Linked DNA regions of Danio rerio: region 1 is linked to region 2. Evidence: chromatin contacts called from public Micro-C data. All regions are on one chromosome and are shown on one strand. Each heading gives the region's core, a stretch centred on a gene start, on an enhancer-like site or on the middle of the called end of the contact. The rest is flanking DNA. Distances are from core to core; before and after follow the strand shown. Region 1 holds the start of mef2aa (myocyte enhancer factor 2aa). Region 2 has its middle 95 kb from the start of cbfb.

Evidence for each region. Hi-C and Micro-C count contacts between places; a contact is called where the count stands out from the background.
Region 1: a contact with region 2 is called in a Micro-C map of caudal fin, with 2.9 times the contacts expected there. The contact joins the promoter of mef2aa here to the enhancer-like site in region 2. A contact is called at or near these places in 3 of 18 Hi-C or Micro-C datasets (caudal fin, hematopoietic stem cells and an unstated tissue).

The regions. Positions count from the first base shown.
Region 1 is chr18:24,580,950-24,587,312 of GRCz12tu, forward strand. mef2aa (myocyte enhancer factor 2aa) reads left to right here and starts at 5,036. Exons shown (of 10, transcript NM_131301.2): 1 at 5,036-5,203. LOC103909137 (a long non-coding RNA gene) reads right to left here and starts at 1,160. Exons shown (of 2, transcript XR_012394313.1): 1 at 1,067-1,160.
Region 2 is chr18:24,478,111-24,484,507 of GRCz12tu, forward strand. No RefSeq gene overlaps it. Among named protein-coding and RNA genes, the nearest start is that of cbfb, 95 kb to the left of the region's middle. Within about 2 kb of position 2,206, at least 13 of the 62 cell types and tissues checked have an H3K27ac peak or open chromatin away from gene starts, as enhancers often do. A contact at or near this core is called in caudal fin, where this site is marked.

The DNA of each region.
Region 1 (6,363 bases), core at 3,786-6,285, 110 kb after region 2:
TGGCTCAGTGGTTAGCACTGTCGCCTTGCAGCAAGAAGGTCGCTGGGTGGAGTCCCAGCTGGGTAAGCTGGGTAAATTGCATGTTCACCCAGTGTTCTTGTAGGTTTCCTAGTACCAGGTTGCAGCTGGAAGGGCATCCACAGTGTAAAATTTATTCTAGGTAAGTTGGCGGTTGATTCCGCTGTGGAGACCCCAGATTAATAATGGGACAAAGCCGAAAAGAAAATGTATCAATGAATAAAATTGACAGTAGTGTGTGTGAATGAGTGTGTATGAATGTTTCCCATTACTGGGTTGCAGCTGGAAGGGCATCTGTGTAAAACATATGCTGGATAAGTTGGCGGTTCATTCTGCGGTGGCAACCCCAGATTAATAAAGGGACTAAGCTGAAGAAAAATGAATGAATTAATTATTAATAAATATTATTATTATTATATTCAAACTTTTGATAGACTTTGTGTGTTAATTGTGAAATAAAAGTATTCTAAATAATCACATTAACAAACATCTGTTCACAATCACTTACAAGAATATTTTTTTTAACTAATTGTTTTAATTAATGTACTATATCAATATGGAGATTATTGATCGTTATAACCTATTAATTCTCAGGAAGAATAAGCAAGGAAACTACTTGTTAGTTTTATCTTAACATTTTAATATTCTGTAAAAATATCAAATTGTATTCATGCTACAAACATGTTTACTATGAAATCTAAATTGCTGCCAGTTTTTACAGCGGTATAAATCAGAGATTGTTTTATATTTGTTTTATACATCAAGATTTGTGTACACTGTACAGGTACAATTTTTGAAGCTCAGTGTGCTTAAAACAAGTATGTAGCCTACCTGATTGTCCTGTCACAGTATTGTAACAAACCCAGTGGATAAGACATTTATGAAAGTGAAGACACTCACCGTTTACTAACAACAAAGTCCAAACATAACCACACACAAATAAAAGAAACTGAATCACTGATTCTTGTATAAACCTTTCTACGCAGTTTTGCATTGTTTTAACTGTTTTTTATGTAATTCCTTTGATGTCCTGCGTGTCGCTTTTTACCTGCTGTAAAGCGGTTGTAATACAAATTCTCTGTAAGTCCCAGCAAAACAACTCATGTTCAGCACCACACCTCTTCCACAGATCCTACAACTACACGTGACACAGCCACATGCAACGTAAAACGCAGTCAGCCTCTTTTCTCTGATTGGATGCTTACACGACGCCGCAGGATCCGATTGGAGGAGAAAGATGTCACTTCTAAAGCACTGACCCTATTGTTACTGTTGTTTTATAGAACTTACGTCAATCGTATCTAAGGTAGTGCCAGTCTTACGACCATAATAAATATTACAATTGCTCCGCACGTAACGGGCTTTTAGCAAACAGAGACTAATCGCTGCACTTGAGGATTTTACTCGGCAGTGACGCTTTTATTAACTTTTACACTTCCTCGTTGCTCTGACATGCATGTTTAAGTGACTATTCGAGTTGTTTGTTCGCTTTTTAAAACTGTTAAACACGGTGATGTCATGGTGTGGCGGTTAGTGAGCCGTTTCCTCTCGCTCTCTCCTGAAGTTTCGCACTCGCTTAATTTAGCCGCTTTTACTTATGACAAAAGACGGTGTCTGCTAGATTTCCTCCGTGCAGTTTTCATCACGGTTAAGTCGCAGTTCTCGAGTTTATCATATTTGTTTTTAAACTGTAGATGAGACACGAGTAGAGTAGGAGGTGGAGGATGAGGAGGCGGCGTTGTATGGCAAGCCCCTTTCACATTTCCCCCTTAAATCTAACTAGTTTCCGTTTTATGACTTTAAGTTTTAACAAAGTAATGCATTAGTGATAGTCTCAACAATAGTTGTTCTTTGCTGGTGACCACAATCCCAAAACAAACTGATATAGTTTTTCCATTAAACTCTGTGGAAATAGATCTGTGGTTTAGATATGTCTGGACAAGTAGCCTGTGTATTCAAATAGGTGTTTTTTACAGGTTCACGTCTGACTTGTATTGTATTAGGCTAGTGCTTATATCTGTATATGTGTAAACCCAAAAGATAGACCTTCAAGACTCAGTAGTAGCAGTTATATACATACATATATATATATACACGTTAGAGAGAGAGAGAGAGAGTAGTAATTATTTATCAGACACTAACTAACGAGTTCTGATAATTATTTGTCCAAAGTATAATTTTTAATGTACACATACAGTTCAGTTAAATTATACATTCACTTCATTTCTTTGATTCATTCTTCCCTCTACATGTTTTGAGCTACAAAAATATGTTTGTATCTGATTAAAATAGATTGTAATCACCTCATACAAGTGCTCAAAGTTGTGTCTACTATTTTTACATTCTTAGGAGTTTGTACTTGTTCTTATGTTTTGTTTTAGACTGAAACAATGGCTGATTCAGTGTTGACACCTTGTAAACTGAGTTCAAAAACTGTATTATTCCTCTTGTGTATGGTCTCTTAATTTGCATCTCTTGCGATGTATACTGAACTAAAACTGAAGTTTTAAGTAGACATTGCTCACAGTCAAACACAGCCATTTAAAGTATACTTTTTAAACAGGCCTTCAATGCATGTGCATTGCAACAACTTTCAGCACCTCTTCTGGCCTTCAAGGGTCTGTGTGCCATCTCTCACCACAAGTTATAACTCAAATACATATATTTGGATTATTTCATGCAAGAGTCATAAATTATAGTATTTTTTGAATCTCTTTGCAAAATCTGTGATTTACGTAGTAAAAAATTGTCACTGTAGCATGCAAGCATTCGATTATTGGCTGACATGGTGTTTCAGTAGCTAGTATTGTTGCCTAACGGCAAGAAGGTACCGAGTACAAGTCAGTTGTAACTAGATTAGATATGGTTGCGACCAGAAGTTAAACAAAATTATTTATATTATTTATTGAATTTCCCAATAATTGTATTTTATTAATGTCTACCTCCACCCAAATCCTAAACCCAGCCATGTATCCTTTTTAGACTTTATCGTCCAAGTCGTGGCTGGACCAGGAGGTTTTTCTGTCTGGAGTTTGCATGTTCTTCCTGATAAATTCCCAGTTCACGCTGCATGGTTTTAACTCTGAATTTTGCTATCAGAGAGAATCGCAGATGCCTGTGAAATATTTGCCATGCTAAACATATCAGGACCTGTTGGTGATTCAAAATCAAGCTGTGTAAATGTTTTCTGACTGAAAAACACATGAGCGATGACCATCAGCCAATGAGTGAACAGTATACAGGACAGCGGAGAGTTCGGGTACACGAACAAAAAAAGAAACATTTGCTTGATCAGTCGCAGAAGCATTACTTTGCTAAATTATTTATTGACCTTCAACTCTTTTCTTTTTTGTTTTTTGCTTAAAATGTTATTGTAAATCGGTATTTACATAGATTTGAATGGTCTATTTGCCTATTTAAATTTTTTATTTTTTTTGCAGGGTACCATTTACAATCTTGTACATGATCTTGAGGGATTTTATCACTTCACATGTACATTTGTTAGCCAGAGTTGTCTGCGATTATTTGTCACCATGCAGTATTCTCTTGTCACAGAACCATCAGTATGAACACAGCAGCACCTGAATGCTACCCTGGATAGTCATGCAGTATGAAAACAAAAGCAATCCGAGCAATATGAAAATCATGCTCTGTAAACTTGGTCTAAAAGGGACTAAGACTAAAGAAAAGAAAAGTGATTTATTTATAATGTGAGAGTATTTCAAAAATAGGTTCTAGTATGTCATAATTAGGCCCATAATTAGGATTTTTCTGCAGATTTTTTAGCCCATCGTTAATTTTGTTTATTTACTAGAGTAAATGATACTCCCAAAATAATTCTTCAGAAATCCGCTTATTTTTACCAAAATTCTCCGCAGAAATAGCAAAAAATGTCCGCAAATTCCGTCTGGCCCTATTCATAATGCAACAATAGAGCTGAAATACATTCTAGTCATTTGAATGCACTAGTAATTAAAGTAAACTGTAAGTTACTGAGACCTTTATTTCAGAATGTTGATACTGAAACAATACTTGATACTTCCACCTGAAACTAAATGTTGAGTAGGAGGTGTGGCTTGTAGCAAACTAATGGTAAGAGGGGTGTGGCCATTAAATTGAAAAGGACTGCCACTCCAAACTTGGAATCAGATGGTCAGACTTTCACTGAAGATTATCAAACAATTTTTGTTTAATGATTTAACTTGCACTGATTCATTGTTCACCTTAAAGGCTAATTTATACTTCTACTTCAATCTGCGTATGGTCCGGTGCAGCCTTCACAAAGTCACATAACCCTCGCTGTGGCCGACGCTGAAGCACACCTCTCAAAAAATGTAACTACACGTTGCAATGACTCTTAGCACAAGCTCTGTGATTGGTCGTTTTGGTAGCAATGATGAGCGTGGGCAGTGCTGAGAGCCGCAAGACCGATAGAGCTGTTTACAAGTGTGAAGTCCCGTGAAGGTGCTCCAGATGGAAATGTTTGTTTTGTGTTCACCTTATGATTAAAGTTGTTGCACGCTAGTTTGAGCCTCTAAATGAGCAAGTTTTAGCTTCTTCGTTCAGAAAAAAACAAAATACTCCTGAAAAAACTCAACACAGAGGAACATAAAAACTTACTGCCAGTTAACTTTTCGCAGATGTTATTGTAGAGCAACACAAACAGCACAATGAAGTATAAATGCACAGCTACGTGCAGGGCAGGCACCATGGGTCACGCCGATCACCCAACGCAGAAGTAGGCTATAAACCAGCAAAATGACTTACAATGTGCACCGGCAAACAAACATTGTAAATCTTAATTTTACACAGACTGTCAGTAGGGATATTTTAAAACCACTAGGAGGCTTATTTGTGACAACAGAGCAGTTACAAGTAAAACTTAAAAAAAAAACTGGTAATTTCAGATCTTATTAATTGTAACACACAAGTAACAGTGGCCTATATAACATATGTTAAAACGGCTTGCCGTATGAGGTTGACTCCGTCTAGTTATCGTCATTTAGAGGAGGAGCTTATGTTGTGACAAGAGCGACTGCTGCTTCTTCTGAGTTTGTCAGCTCAGCTCCCGAAAATAGAAGCCGTGTGTCAATGTGACTGAAAATACATTTATGTCACAGTGTATCCACGGGAGTCACTGATACACAGTATCTATATACAGCGAGGGGGACCACGGAGAAAAAAGGTGAGTCGCAAAAATAGTAACAATGTTACACAGCAGCGGACTCAGAGAGAGGGAGAGAGAAGAGAGGAGGGAGTCGTGGAGTGAGATTGGATGAGCGCAAATTAAACGCGTTACAATTCGTTTGGGAAGCTTAAACATGTTTGTCATGTGCGTGTCTCAATGGTCGGCAACAAGCTCGAAGTGTTTTGTCCCGAGTCGTGCCTTCAGACTGAAGGACAACACTGTTTATCGTGCTCGTAATTCTCTGTAGAAGAGCTCGTGCGTGGTTCAGTTCACTTTGACACTTGGCAAATGTTGCGCCGAGTCTCTCATCATTGTTTCCCGGGCGTTGTTAAATGTCTTTGGAGGAGCTATTGAAAAAAGACCGATAGCTTATAATGGCGCTAAAGTAAAGAAATTTTGTGTATACTTAACTTTGGAAACCGTTAAGCTTTCACTCAGGGATATTCAGGATTCATTGGCTGAAAGGGTCACCTGCAGAAGTTCACAACTTGAGAATAGAGCTAGTTTACCTTCAGAACTTATGCGATTGAATTTTTGTTGATTCTAATGTTTCATTGTGTTGCTTTTGAACATGTTGACAGTCTGGTTAAAGTAGCACGTTGTATATATGTAATTCATTCTAACTTTGATTTTTGGACAGCACAGTTGTTTAAAGCACCAAAACTAGTTCTGACAACTAGAAGTGGTAGCGCAATTTTCGTAGACGTCAGAGGATGCAATTTGTGATGAGTAAATGTTTTACATTTTAATACACATTAAACACGCACTGTTTGCAGGGTTGAAATGTAGGGCATTGCCTCCGTAACTAAAGCACGTCCGATCACTTTATCAATCTATCGTATATCTTTGTCTTTTATCTATTAAAACTAACTTTAAAGTAATTTCGGACATTTTTCTGTCTGATATGGAGATGGTGCTGGTCTGTTAAGAAGTTTTGTTTAGTTGACATAACAGCAATAAGTGTCACATTGGTGAACCGTCTCAGATTTATTGGAGTCACACTATATGTTAGTGAATAAACTGAGACAAGTGTAAATTGATCCCATCAATTATATTATAATAGCTTTTCAATTGTGATTTAATGCTATTTGTGGGGTCACGCGGTTCTGTTACAAACAAGTGAGAGGTCTAGATATTGTGTGGTACATCATTGTGAC
Region 2 (6,397 bases), core at 956-3,455:
ACTGGACCCCAACTTACATAATGACCATGGACTGCATTCATTTGTCTGAATGGTAATGAGGTTCGCCGATGATGCTTGGCTACTTGTTGGCGTGTTGATGTGTTTATTTTAGTGTCAAAGTTCTTCAATCGCAGAATACATTTTTGCTTTCAATGAATGCCAAAAAATGCTGTACAATTTCAAAGACAAGGAGGGTGGACAATTAAACGAAATATATAATGGATTGTATGATTACATGCTGTGTTTTTGAAGAGTGTATACGCTTTATGAATTTTACACACTTGAGAATTTTGTTCAATATGCAGCAGAAGAGATTTATTTCACTACTTAGACAGGAGTAATGGTGTATATTAAATACAATATGGTTTAAATGAAATTGCACTGTAGAGTGGAATTTATTTCTCAAAGTATTAGTTGCAGTAGTAGGGGAGAGCGGGGACAAAAGTAACGTGGAACAAAAGTAACAAATTGATTTTTTCGAAGCCCTGACAACATTTGCTTTCCAGGCTATGACAGGACATTCAGCATGCAACCCTTGATGGAGCTGTCAAATATCACGTGATTTCAGGACATGTTCATTTTTAAGTGTAAATGCTAAATTATTGTAGCGGTTCTTACTTATTACAAGGTGTGTTTCTCTTTTCATGTCACACTAATGATCAACCTACAGGTTATTTAGTGCAATAACACATCCTTAAGTTTGCAATGTCTGAATTTAAAAGTAAGTTAGGTTTAAATGGCAGAGTTCCTATGGGGACGAAAGTAACAATTTTATTTTTGTTCCACTGCTCAGATCAGAAAGATCAGATCAGCCTCAGTCAGGTAATAAAATGTCATGCAAAATTAACTCAAAAGTAATTTAACGTAATGCAACACTTACCATAAAATTAACAAAACTAGTTACTCTTTTGGGGAGTAACTCAATAATGTAATGCATAACTTTTTTTTAAATGTAACTTTCCCCAACACTGGTAGTAGTAGTAGTACAGTAGTAGTAATACTACTACTACTACTACTACTACTACTACTACTACTACTACCACTAATAATAATAATAATAATAATCGAAAAATAGAAAGCTTAAAGCATTAATTACACAATGTTTCTTCCTTGTTTTCATTTTAGCAGGAAATATTCAGATTAAAAACAAACATCTTATTTACTTTTTCAAGCTGCAGTTTTATAAATGTAATTGCAACTGTAAAATGTTAAAATGTTTGTTTCAGGAATACTAAAAATAAAATTGACTATTAAAATGTAGTCCAGAATTTTTTGGTTGTCAAATAAACAATTATCAAACAAATCATTGTGAAAATAATGCTTTTAGGAAAAAATGAAACACACTGTATTGGTCTCCATGGTTTATTTATTATTTGATGTGTACTAAACTTTTTTTTTTTTTTGAGCCAGAAGTTAATGTGTAGTTTCTCTGAACATACAAATATTCTGTTAATTGACATTAATAATTACCAGAAGAGCAATAATCAACTATAATTATGTTTACAACATTACATTACAGCTTTACCCTCCAATCAATTCCTGCTACTTTTGTTTTGATTGTGCAAATTATGTATATTATATTTTAAATAGTTTTGTTGTGGTTTTGATTGATTTAATTGAGTTGTTAAAATGGATTATTTGACATAAAAGACAAAACTGATGCATTTAATTAGGTCATTCTAAAATGAAAAACCTGTACAGACCAAATTTTACCCATTATAAATGTTTGTAAAATCATTCAAGCGAGCATTTTTAGAAATAAAAGAGCTAAATTAGTTTTCCTAAATGCATTTAAACCCTCCTATCAAGCTATTTAAACTCAGTCTAGCACAAATTCTAGCTGTTTGTTTGGTTGTGATGACAGTCCTGTGACAAGGTGTTCATTAAAAAAGCAGGATATTTGTTTGTTTGTTCTGGTTGGTCTTTTGGCCAGGATATCTTGAGGCTCTGCTTGGCCTCGGTTCCTGCAGGGCTCTTGTTTCGGAGAGCTCTAAGTGGCTCTTGATGCTAGTGGCTGCGCTGGCAAGGCCCTCAGCAGACCCTCCTTATTCTGCTCTTGGCAGCCACCCATGGTTCTCGCTCACTGGCTTCCTAATTTAGTAACGGCGGGTAAAAATATGCGCTAACGAACAGGGTCTGGTATGTCAGGCTACCGTCCAAGAGGAGAGGGAGAGAGAAAGAGAGAGAGAGATCGAGAGAGGGTATCGAGGGAGGAGGGAGTTTGTGAGCAGGCGTTCCAGAAGATGGCAGTGCTCAGCAGAAGCACAACACTGGACACTATTGCACATCTGGCACTGTTAAACTACATTACTGTGAAAATATGATACAGTACTAGCTCACTGTCTGAGACTACATCAACAAAGTGATTTTAAGGGTCTGAAAATCCTAAAATTTCTAGGATTCAAATGTCACTGCATTTTTTTCTTGTTTCTAGGCTAAATATCTAAAAAAAATCTTAAATCAAGAAGCATTTTCTAGACAGGCAAAAAAAAAAAAAATACATTGTCTTGTTTTAAGAAATAACATGCCAAAATGAAGTGTTTTTCCTCAAAAGAAGCAAATTAATCTGCCAATGGAGGAAGCAAAAAAATTGTCACAAAAAAAATATATATATATAGATTTACACTTTCTTTTAATGGGTTATGTGTAAAGTGTAATTTTCTATTGTTCTGTAAACTATTGATGACATTTCTTCAAAATGACTAAATAATAATCATAATAATAATAATAATAATAATCATAATAATAATAATAATAATAAAATTAATTTAAAAGTAAAAAGTGTCCATCATTTATAACACAATGGAATTTAATACCATATACACTAGTCAAGCTGCCTTTGTCTTTATTTGCTTACTGGGGACTTCTGAATTGAGCTCGAACAGTTTGTTCATTAAAAAAAATTTGATTCATTTACAACATTTGATTGAAACATTTACTTTTTTTTTGTAGCCTAACAATAAAATAAACCAGTGAAAGGTTATGTTAAATTAGAAATGACAATGCGTATTAAAGGCATGAACTCCAGCCCTTCCTAAAATTCTTCCTCTTTTCAGATGGAATGGTGGGCCAAATCAAAGGTTATTAGGAGCCAACTTTGCCCCCCGGGCCCTAGTTTAAGCATCTCTGCTCTAAGTGAACAGTTTTGATCAAACCTGCAATATGGCGACCTTGATTTTCAATTAATTGTAATTTTTTTTAAAATGCTTTAAATTAGAATATTTTATTTGAAATTTGAAAAAAAAAAACTTGATAAGACATTTTCAGAATAATATATATATATATATATATATATATATATATATATATATATATATATATATATATATATGTATACACACACACACACACACACACACACACACACACACACACACACACACACATATATATATATATATATATATGTGTATGTGTGTGTGTGTGTGTGTGTGTGTGTGCGTGTGTGTGTGTGTGTGTGTGTGTGTGTGTGTATATTGTACTCATAACATATAATAACATAATATATTTTACTTAAACACATAGGTTGCGTCTAAAAGCTTTAAAATGCTGCCATCTGAGGCAGCAATCAAAGGCAGGCAGGCATTACAGAATCAAGGCACATCCAAAAACAAATTTTGGTTCATTTCCTGTCTCAGGAGGTACCTTCTTTTGATCAAATGTTTGAACGCAGCATAGATGTGTCCTTTGCTGCCTTCGATATCCCACAATCCTGTGCGCTCCATTTCTGACAGTTGAGCTAATAAAAAAAGCATCTTAAAGAGCTGCTCATGTATCATTTTGTGTTTAAAGTTGTGTTTTTAACCAACATTTTCCACTTTTGATAGCATTTTTTGTCTGAAGCTACTATTGTGATAAGCTAATATTTCCTTAGCTATCATTAAAGCTCTATCTATTTAGATGTATGTGATTAAATTGTGTGTCTGAAAACTGTTTTATGAACCCAAATTCATTGTGGAGTCGTACCCAGGTCAACATTTTTGGGGAAAGCAAAATATGTAACCGGAGGTACGTCTGCTTGCAGTTTTTGTATTTGCCAATCCACCAGAGGCCGATGTGTTCACTTTTTGATGATCTCAAATTTCTTTTGCGCGTCCACTGTGGGGGCGCAATGTACACTTCAGTCAACCAGGCTAGCTTGTTGTCAACTGACTGACTGACTGACCCAGCCACCCCTTTCCCTAAACCCAACCAATAGTGATTTCAATATCAAAATAAAAAAGCTGTTAGGGCGGCGTGATTTCACTACGTTTTCAACCTGTTGTTTGTTTATTTAATTTTATTTTTTGCTTTTGTTTTACTTGGTTTCTGAAACCAGTCAAACCCTGTTGTCACAGTCAACTCTACTCGGTATTTATAGTCTATCACCGTTTGCGGCGAGCTACTGAGCAAACTGGTAAGGCTGGAAAAGCCGTCCATAAAGAAGTACAAAATCAGTGTTAGCAAGAAAAGGAAGGAACAGAACAGGCATCATACTGCCCCATAGTGTTTGTTTTACAGATAAAATGGAGCCAGCTGTACCTCTGGGTACATGCAGTCTCCAGAAATGTAGACAGGGGTACATATCCACAATTAGCCTGTGTTGGTTTTATGAGGGGCTTTCATGTAGAGTTTAGATTCTCTGCCCGAGCCTGATTCCAGACTTTCCCAGTCGGGCCAATATTTCCTGCCATTATATGCTTTTTTTTGTCATTATTTAATTAGCCTAATTGTGTGGAGTGCTATACACATATCTAAAATAAAAGTATTCAATTACTTTGTACTGTTTGTGCTCATTTAAGACAAAATTATTTGTGTTTAAAATAAAAGACGCCAAGACGGCAATGTTTACATATTATTAAGTGTATTTGTCTGTTGAAAAACACACCAAAATCTTAAAGCATTCACTTTTGCTCATCTTCAAATCGCGTACAGTATACAGAAATTGATTTGAGAACAGTGTCTTTATACAGAGCACATTCATCAGTCACCTGTGCGCATCGCGTATCGAGAGCAGAAGCAGCGCGCAGCGCACAGGCGTTTGCTTTTCACACCATCTGCACCTGCAGCATGCAGCTGATTGGTGGCTGCTGCACTGATCAATCTATCTCTGTTCTATCTAGTTACCTATCTATCTTTACATATATAATACAATTTTATTTATTATATTCATCTGTACCAAGGCCCGCAGGCATTGCATGAATTGACTTACTCAGAGGTTGCACAGGAATGCAGCCATTTTTATATTCATTTCATATTCATTTCAACATGGTTTCAAGCCAAAAAAAAAGCAAAAACATTATTCTCTTGAACAGCTCTTGCAATTATAATATAACATTTAAGATCGACTCGTTTCTACTTTCACTTTTCATTAGATACAGGAACATGCTTTAATGGGATGATAACAGATATGATAAACAATAAGAGAATCGCGGCAAAAACAGGAGGGTTGACAGGTATGATAGTCAGAAAGGATGACAGTTAGCCTTCAATGTCCTCTTTGTCAATTCTTCGAGCATACCCCTGAGAGTGGAGGATAGTTAGTTTAGAGGATATTAGTTTAGAGGATAAATCTAAACTAATTTCTGTAGTTGGGCAAAGCTGTGGCGCACAGCAAGAAGGTCGCTGGATCGCTGGTTTGATCATTGGCTCAGTTGGCGTTTCTGTGCGGAGTTTGCATGTTCTCCCTGCATTCTCGTGGGTTTTCCCCAAAGTCCGGTACAATTGGGTAGGCTAAATTGTCTGTAGTGTATGAGTGTGTGAATGAGTGTTTGTGGATGTTTCCCAATGATGGGTTGCGGCTGGAAGGGCATCCGCTGCGTAAAAACCTGATGGATAAGTTGGCCATTCATTCCGCTGTGGCAACCCCAGATTAATAAAGGGACTAAGCCAACAAGAATGAATGAATTTCTGTAGTTCAAACAACGCAGAATTGTTCTTGATTCTGTTATAACAGCCAATGTATAAAAAAAAAAATAGTCGGGTTTAAAGCAGGCTCGGGCTCATTCTTACAGTTAATGGACCGGGTCAGGCTCAGACAAAAGGTGCAAAAGCTTGGATAGGGTCAGGTTTAATTTTTTGAGCTCGATCTAATCTCTACACAGTAACAGCTAGACACTAGCTGTTTCCATCCAAAAATGCAAATGAACTTCATGCGCAAAACTGGATTATTGCATAAAAGACGTGCGAATAAAGCAGCAATTTTATTCAACGAGTCAAAGTGAACAAAATCTTCACCTCCTGATTAACTGGCGCCAAACATTAACAGTAAAAACTGCATTTGCTGCAGTAGGAGAAGTTGTGTCAATATTTTCTTCATCTTATAAGTGACATACCTCAGAAGGCAATCCTGACACACAATAAACACGTGGTGGCGTTTGAAGGTATGAGACACAAAGCACAGACACTCTTGATTCTG